Regions from separate parts of the Sus scrofa genome. Here all the other regions are linked to region 1. Evidence: chromatin contacts called from public Hi-C and HiChIP or PLAC-seq data. All regions are on one chromosome and are shown on one strand. Each heading gives the region's core, a stretch centred on a gene start, on an enhancer-like site or on the middle of the called end of the contact. The rest is flanking DNA. Distances are from core to core; before and after follow the strand shown. Region 1 holds the start of RPS26 (ribosomal protein S26). Region 2 holds the start of SMARCC2 (SWI/SNF complex subunit SMARCC2). Region 3 holds the start of ORMDL2 (ORM1-like protein 2).

The links. Hi-C and Micro-C count contacts between places; a contact is called where the count stands out from the background. HiChIP or PLAC-seq counts read pairs in DNA pulled down with a chosen protein or histone mark.
Region 2: a contact with region 1 is called in an H3K27ac HiChIP or PLAC-seq map of alveolar macrophages. The contact joins the promoter of SMARCC2 here to the promoter of RPS26 in region 1. A contact is called at or near these places in 1 of 47 Hi-C or Micro-C datasets (heart right ventricle) and 1 of 2 datasets of contacts at active chromatin or transcription factors (alveolar macrophages).
Region 3: a Hi-C map of epiblast stem cells shows a contact between it and region 1, with 3 times the contacts expected there. The contact joins the promoter of ORMDL2 here to the promoter of RPS26 in region 1. A contact is called at or near these places in 3 of 5 promoter capture datasets (fetal liver, fetal skeletal muscle and liver), 5 of 47 Hi-C or Micro-C datasets (embryonic fibroblasts, epiblast stem cells, fibroblasts and 1 more) and 2 of 2 datasets of contacts at active chromatin or transcription factors (alveolar macrophages and skeletal muscle).

What each region holds. Positions count from the first base shown.
Region 1 is chr5:21,430,398-21,433,097 of Sscrofa11.1, reverse strand. RPS26 (ribosomal protein S26) reads right to left here and starts at 1,442. Exons shown (of 4, transcript NM_001097481.2): 1 at 1,416-1,442; 2 at 978-1,155. The coding sequence starts at 1,418.
Region 2 is chr5:21,585,342-21,588,041 of Sscrofa11.1, reverse strand. SMARCC2 (SWI/SNF complex subunit SMARCC2) reads left to right here and starts at 1,265. Exons shown (of 29, transcript XM_001929168.6): 1 at 1,265-1,497. The coding sequence starts at 1,387. It overlaps TRNAS-CGA (a tRNA gene), which reads right to left and starts at 463; the gene lies at 382-463.
Region 3 is chr5:21,260,763-21,263,462 of Sscrofa11.1, reverse strand. It overlaps ORMDL2 (ORM1-like protein 2), which reads right to left and starts at 1,329. Exons shown (of 4, transcript XM_003126257.5): 1 at 1,194-1,329; 2 at 123-376. The coding sequence starts at 296. SARNP (SAP domain-containing ribonucleoprotein) reads left to right here and starts at 1,026. Exons shown (of 11, transcript XM_003126256.4): 1 at 1,026-1,646. The coding sequence starts at 1,611. LOC106510299 (a long non-coding RNA gene) reads left to right here and starts at 1,653. Exons shown (of 3, transcript XR_001308700.2): 1 at 1,653-2,227.

The DNA.
Region 1 (2,700 bases), core at 193-2,692:
GGTTAGGGACCTGGAATTGTCACTGCTATGGTGCAGGTTCAACCCCTGGCCTGGGAAGTTCTCAAGTTCGGTCATTTTTGGGGGGGGGGGGGAGTAAACAGGAGTTCCCGTCGTGGCTCAGTGATTAACGAATCCGACTAGGAACCATAAGGTTGAAGGTTCGATCCCTGCCCCCTCTCAGCGGGTTAACGATCCGGTGTTGCCGTGAGCTGTGGTGTAGGTTGCAGAAGCGGCTTGCATCCCGTGTTGCTGTGGCTCTGGCGAAGGCTGGCAGCTACAGCTCTGATTCGACCCCTAGCCTCCATACACCGCAGGAGCAGCCCAAGAAATGGCAAAGAAACAAAAACAAAAAAGTAAACAAACTCATTTAGGCATATCTACAAGATTTCACTCCAAAGAGCTACTATTCACTTTCTGACACCTAAAAACATAGTTTCACGAATAAACACCCCCTTACTAACCCATCCTGTCATCATGGGAATCAAATTCACACCACAGATGTTATACCACCAAGAATCTAGTTTCTTCAACAATCACATCAGCCCTAACACCGTCCAGGGCCCCCGCCTAAAAAAGCTCACTGTCTCTAAAAAGAAAAACGATTAAAACAACATCATATTGCTCCAAAGATCACCCTCGTGAACCTAAGTAGACATGCTTCCTTTCTTAAATGACTCAGTGAGCACTACCACAAAAAGGCTCCCTCCCCAGACACAGCTCAAAGTGGCAAACGCAGCAAAGATTCAATTCTCTTCTACCGACAACCTTAAAAACACAAGGAGATTGCTCGGACACTACTACGACAAAGCCTGTGCACCGCACGGGTTGGCGGGGAGAGGTGGTTTTAGGTCTTAAAGTATGTATGTACAGCTTTCGGCCTCATGTGGAAGTTCCTCGGCCAGGGATCGAATACGCGCCACAAAAAAATTACACTTCTTAAATATTAAGATACCGATTCGCCCCGGGAGCTCACTCACCATCGAAAACGCTCGCTTCGGAAATGTCCCTGACCGCCGCGGCCTCTACAATGTTCCGAATAACGAACTTCTTAATGGCCTTATCCTTGGGCACGCATCGGGCACAGTTGGTGCAGCGAATAGGCTGCACGTGGCCGCGGCCCTTTTTGGCACGGCCATTATTCCTTCTTTTCTTGGTCTGCATCAGGATGAAAACACCATTAAGAAGGGCTCGCAACTTACCCAGCCTTAGACCCCTTCCGGCCACATTTCCCGCCGGCAACCACCAGAAGAGCCACTCAGATCTCCAGTCCCTCCGCAAACCCCCCCAAGCCTGGAACAAACATATGCTCTTTCCATTCCTTCACCGTAGTCCAGGTTTTAAAACCCCCACAATCTCATCTGGCTCACACTCAGCCTTCACCCGGCCCCAATCGTTCACCACGCGCCATAACTCACCATCTTGGAAGCGAAGACGCGAGAGAGGAAGTGGCCAACGGCTCGGCTCTCTTATATAGTGCGAGATCCCTCCGCTCACGCCGAGGGATTCCTCCTAGACGGCTCCTGGACGCACGCCAAGGACGGCAATCACCTTTATTCAAATGTTATTTATTATTCAGCGTTTCTGCTGAAATCTATGGTAGAAAGGTGTTTCTCGAGTTTATTTTTCCGTGGCACAAAGTGACCAAGGGACTATTTAACCTGCTGGCGGAAGAAAATTACGGTTATGTGTTTCCCAGCAACCTTTGCAACACCTTACCCCGGACGTAATTCTGGGCATTTATCTGTATTTTGCGACGCAAGGCGGGGAAGTTGCCCGGCGCAAGACCGCTTGTCACACTGCCTATTAGAGGTCGGAGGGGAAGAGATGCATGGTGGGAGTTGTAGTGCGGAGTTGGCAGTCCCCAGGCCCCAAGCCCTTAAACGGAAGGCGACATCACTCCACCGGCCACTGGGGGACGCTCTCTGCTCGTTTCTTTGGTGCATGACAGAAAAGGAAGATGTTGGGGGCGGGAGGCTGGGGGAAGAATAAAACATGTTATTAGTTCCTCCTTCTAATACTGAGAAAACCCAGCAGGGAGGAGTCATGGACAAGTGCATCGGTGCTAGGGCTATTTCTCATTCACCTTTTTGTTCCTGGATCTTGCAAACATAGTGCCAGGCACTGTAGTAAGCACTGTATAAATATTAACTCAGTTAACCCTCAACAAGTCTACAAGGAAGCTTCTAATATTATCCTTACATTACATGGGAATTCCCTAGAGGTTCAGGGATCCCACGACAGATTGAAAAACTGAGGAGTAGAGAGGTTAAAACTGAGGTTGCCCAAAGTTACAGGGAGCTAGTAAGAGGTTTCTTGGCTCCACTGTACTATGCTTTCTCTTACCTAAGAAACAAATAAGTGGATGGAGGTATAAGTTGGACTGGTGACCTAAATGATTTGACTTACACTCCTAGTAAAAATATATTTTACTTTGGTACTCAATACATATACAAATACAAATACACACACACACACACAAAACTGAAACAAAAATTTCATGAAACAAAGCCCTTATGACATAAGGTGCGCTGGTATTTTCTATTTTATTTTAATAAGTGTTCATCAATTCCCATTAAGGTGATTTCACCACTCATTGATGACTCTGGCCTCCTATTGAAATGTACCTTGTTATTTATGTTTAAGTTCCATTTACCTCTTTTTTTTTTTTCTTTCTTTCTTTTTTTTTTTCTTTTTAGGGCT
Region 2 (2,700 bases), core at 16-2,515, 160 kb before region 1:
TACAAGATGGGACATCTGTTCATGAACTCCAGAGGTGCCCTCTTTACCTGGGAATTCTAGTTTTGACTATACTAGCACAAGCACTGACATTCCCAACAAAACTTAACTCTTCTTCAACCAAATCCTTTGCTCTGCCCTCCCTAAAGAATGAAACAACGTATGCCAAAACTCTGCTTGCAAACCTGAAGTTACGGAACTCTGAAAGTGCCTTGCATCCTCGCAGCTAACAGAGTTGGTTGTGCATAATCACGCTTCTCATGATTACCCTCATCCCACACAAATCCAGGATTGGGACCTTCTGGCCCCTGTTTCCGAGACACGAAGTGCTTGAAGGGCAGGTGGCAAGACTAGAGTCTCCGTATAAAGGGGAAAAAAAGTGACCGTCACGAACAGGATTCGAACCTGTGCGGGGAAACCCCATTGGATTTCGAGTCCAACGCCTTAACCACTCGGCCACCGTGACTCACGAAGCTGTTCTTCGCCGCGCGCTTACAGAAGGGGTCCGCATAGCGACCAGGAAGGGCGTGTGACAGCGAGAAGCTGGGCCAGGCCTAATACACAACCCAATGACCTCCTCCCACCCCGCTCCTTACCGCTTCCTCCATGCGGCTCAAAGGAAGAGTCAAGCGGACCGGGTGACCCTAGGAGGGAGGGGCTCCCACCCAGCGAAGACGAGGGTCTTAAGGAGCGCCAAGCTATTTAGGAGGCGATGGCGAGGCCTGCAGAGGAAGCGGTTGGGGGAAAGGGGCTGGGTCCCACGGTAGCGGCTCCGGGATTCTTCGGGTTATGGGGTGAGAGGGGTACCTGGGACAAGGAGTTAGGAGCGATGGAGGCTCCGGAGAGTTTAAACGGGAGTCTCTTGGGGATGGATGAAAGGAAGGATCTTTTTGGGGAAAAAGACCTGGGGTTCCTTGGAATTAGGAACTCTGTCGGTTTAATAGCTACGAAAGCAGTCGCAGTCATGGGCTGGGGGCTCCTTAGGCAGGGGCAACGCTTTGGCGTGGTACAGAGTGTACCCCGCTCCCCCGGCTGAGAAGCAAGAAAAGGCTTCAGTTAAAAAGGGATCTCAGGGGAGTGTGCGCCCCCTCCAGGAAGCAGCCTCCTCCCCAAAGCTCTGGCCTCCGCCGCCGCCGCCGCCGGGGAGGCCGCCAGGGTCCGCCCCGCTCCCGGGGCTCCGCCGCCGCCGCCGCCGCGCCCTGACGGCCGGCAGGGGGCGCTGCGCGAGCCGGGGCCGGCCTAGGCGGCGGGAGGCGGCGGCCGCGGCGGCGGGAGGCGGCGGGAGGCGGGCGGAGGAGGAGGCGGAGGAGGCGGGAGCTGAGCTGAGCGGGGCGGGCGGCCTCGGCGGCGGCGGCGGCGGCGGCGGCGGCGGGGCCCGAGCCCGAGAAGATGGCGGTGCGGAAGAAGGACGGCGGCCCCAACGTGAAGTACTACGAGGCCGCGGACACCGTGACCCAGTTCGACAACGTGCGGCTCTGGCTTGGCAAGAACTACAAGAAGGTACGTGAGCAGGGCCGCGCGGGGGCTGGGGGCGGGACAAAGGGACCGCGGCCCCGCGGCCCCCCGGATCCTGCCCACCCTCCCGCGGCCCGCGGCCCCTCCCCCGCGGCGGCCGTAGCAGCCCCTGCGCGCCTTCCGCCGCCCCGCGCCCCTCCCCCAACCTCTTTTACTGCCCCCCCCAGCCGCTGATTCCAACCCCCGCCCCCACGGCTGCGCCCTCTGCCCCTTGTTTTTCTCCGTTGCCCCGGCGGGTCCCGGTGCCAGCTGCCCACCCATCCAAGCCATCGCCTTCCGGGCTTTTCCGGGAGAGACGGCCAGGGTGGACCCGGTGCCGAATGGGCACCCCCCCTACCCCCCGCCCTTACAACGTGCCCGCCACGGTGCCCGCCAGAGCTCCCCACGGAGCCAGGTACCAGCAGGTTTGAGGCCTCTCCTGTGCTTTGTGTATGTTCAGAGAGAGATGATGAAAGCAGAAGGGTAAACAGCCACAGAGCAGGCCCTTGACTGCTCATCAGCCTGAGAAAGGCCCCCACCCCGAGATCACCTGTCTCTACCGCTCCAACAGAACCTCTTTGGAAGGCAGAGTGTAGGAGTTCCAGGCAGCTACCCCTTCTAAAACCATTTTCAGGGTCACAATGAACTCACCCCACCACCTGGCCGTGCCTTGCCTTGGGTTTGGGGTTCAGGACCAGGATACACTTTATGTTTGTAGCCCCCCACGCCATAACAGGACATAATAAGGTAGTGAACAAAGGGTTCAAGAAGCCTTACCTGTCTTCTACCAAACCTGTTCCTGGTGGTGTCTTTGTCTTTAGGCCTGGTTGAAAGGAACATTGCTACATAGGGTTTTTCTCTGGAAACCGTCTGCCTCTCTCTTCCTCTCACTACCCCCAGTTAGGGGTTCTCTTTCTGACTTTCCTTCAGCTCCCCAGTTCTTCCTGCTCAGCTTTGCAGCCTGTCAGAAGCATGATGGGCGGTTTAGGAGAATGCCCCTCTGATCCTGGTCAGGAGCCTGGCCCTGTTCTGGAAGGTCTCTCCTCTCAGGTGTCAGGATCCTGACAAACAGCTGCTGGGTGTGTGGCTTTTCTGTACCCCAGTGTGAGACTCTTGTTCCCAGGCTTCTTACCTTTGATCTTTTGGAAGCGAGATCAGTCTAGGGGCTTAGGCTCTGACCCTGGGGGGATTGACAGCCGGTGACCTGGT
Region 3 (2,700 bases), core at 80-2,579, 170 kb after region 1:
TCAGCCCAAGAAGTATGTATGCTAAGTTCCCCAAAGGAAGACAGAAATCCCAAATAACTGGTGATTTTGTTTTTGAGTGGGAAAGGCGTAGAGTGGGTAAAAGGGCATGGTTTAGTGCTTACCAAATTATGGATGACGTTGGTCAGGGTCCAGACAACAGGAATGCTGAAGAAGGGGATGCTGAGTAGAACCACATGCAGCAGTCCTACCAAGATGATGTAGGCCAGCCAGATGCCCCGACTATTCATCACTCGAGTGTTGGGGTTTACTTCGCTGTGTGCCACCCCCACATTCATCCTACCACAGTGGGGGATCAGGTAGGAGTCCAACTTAATCTCCTCTCAACCCCTCTGCGTCTGTTCCTCCAAGTTGTCTCCTAAAGAGCCAAAATCCCCTGGATTGTACTGGGGATGAAAGGACTTCCCCATCATGCACAAAGAAAAACTGAAGACTCGGGAGGAAAAATTTACAAGGCAAGAAGAGTCCTTTTTACATCTTGGAGACATAGTATGGTAAACTTTCTTCTGAGCCCTTTAAATGTAACTTGGAGTAAGCCCAGGCTTGGGGACGGGTATTACTTTCCTTAAGAAGTTAATAAGGAACAATGAAGACATTACAGTACACCCAAAATTGTAAAAGAGTATCATGGAAAACAACCAAGGAACCACCATTAAGGAGGGATGGGAGGGTAAAGCTACTTTTTCTAATCTAATCTCTATCTTTTCCTCTGGGGCTCGCCCCGTCCTGTCACTCATGTCTTTGGCATGTAAGCAGGCGGCATCCCAATTCCTTCTTTCAAGTGTGGGGTGCTGCAAGAATGTGCCCAGGGCTTTGGCGCTGAATTTGGAAGAGACCTGAGCTGAGTGTTTCGAGAGATGGTCCCAACTCCAGGGGGAGCCCTGATGGTCTGAACTTGGCCCTTTAAAATCGTGCTAGCCGTAAAGTTGATGACGCCTGGTTAGCAAGCAGCTCTCTCCGCCCTCTACCTATAATTCCCTAAACTCTGGTATTGAACCCGCCCCTTGCTCCTCCCAGCTTTCTTCTTCGGCTCTCAGCGTAGTCTTCAGCACTCCACTCTCGGTCTGTAGTTCGCCGCCGCCACCCACCCCTCACCCCCCACCCCCGGCCTCCTTCTTCCTCCGCCTCCCACCATTTTTCCTTAGGACCCATTTCTAATTTCTCAGAACCCTTACCTGCCAGATTCAGAAGCCCGTCCGGCTCGGGGCGCTCTGCTTCTTCCTCCTACACCTGCGGTCTCCAGGAAGCAGCCGCCCCGGCCATCTGCGCTCTCCCTATTGGTGGAGCAGAGTCAGCGCCGCTACCACCCATTGGCTGCCGGTCTGCCATACGGACTCACAATTGATCGCCATTTCCGTCTTTCGTAAAGTGCCGAACCCGCCCTACTCCCCGTTCCGCCTTTTGAGAGAGGTGGAGAAAGCCGCTTGGAGGGGTGAGGGCGACGCCAGCTCTTGACTAATGGGAAGAATTGATGGTAGGAGGCGGGAGTAAGAGCCACAGCGATTGGTTGGCCTTGGCTGTCGGCGCCGAGGCGGGAGCGCCCGGAGGCGGAGGCAGCGGGTGGGGGCCTGGCGGAGTGGAGGGGTAACAAGATGGCGACCGAGACGGTGGAGCTCCATAAGCTGAAGGTACCGGGAAGGGGGAAGGGCCGGGTCGGACTTTTCCGGAGGCCGAATTCTGCCGGCTGGCTTGCGCCTTTTCCTGAATATTCTCCTTTCAGGCTCTTTCACTTCTTTTCCTGGCTCCCTCCGTAGTTCTTTTGTGCCTTCCTCCTTTCCCACTACGCCTTCCCTGATTTCCCATTTCACCTCACGATTTTCCTGTATCTTTACTTGTTACTTCAGCTCCCTCCTCCAGCGTTGTGTCGTCCGACACTTCTCCCACCGGGTCGTGTAAGTGCCTTCAACCTCTTCTCTTGTTTCTCTTCAGACGGGATTACGTCAGTGGTCCCCTCTTGGCCCCGAGCCGGGCTCTAGACCCCTTTTTCTTCCCTGGGTTGGCGCTTTTCTGTTGTCCAAAGCTTAGATTCCCGGTAGCAGATGATGGCACTTGGTCTGTTTCTAGCTAGGTCTCAAACTTGACCCAGAAAATGCTTCCACCCCCTTGTTTTAGGTGGTCGGACGCCCCCGGGCGAACTTTGAAACCTGAGGAGAGGCCTCCGAAGATAGGCCAACCCCTTAGAGCCCTGGACTTTAGGAGACCTAAAGAGGTAGTGAAGGCAGATACTCCAGATTGACAAGTTTTGAGTTCTCTCAGTTCTCCGTCTGCCAGCCTCCCTCCCACCCCCACATCCCACCTGGAAGATGGCTTACTCAGAGCTGTAATATTTTGGGAAAATATTTCCAAGGCTAGGGTTACCTCTGTCCCAATTCATATCGCAGGTGGACCCTGCATCTCTTGGTGTCACCACTGGGTGACACTCAATCACAGAAGCCGTTTTAAGTTGGGTCTTGGGAATCTTGATAGCTTTTTCGTATTTAGATTATTATTTTCCTGGAAGAAAAGAGTAGTTTCTTTTAAGGTGAATTAATAGAGAATATCTTGATTAGTTGTCCATTTGTGCTTCACAAGTAGTTTCCCCATCACATATTTTGGTCACATCCTGGGGAACCTTTGGCAAACCAGGCTGATTTAGCCCAAGCTGAAAACCGATTCTTTAAAGCTTGATGAGTTTTGTTTTGT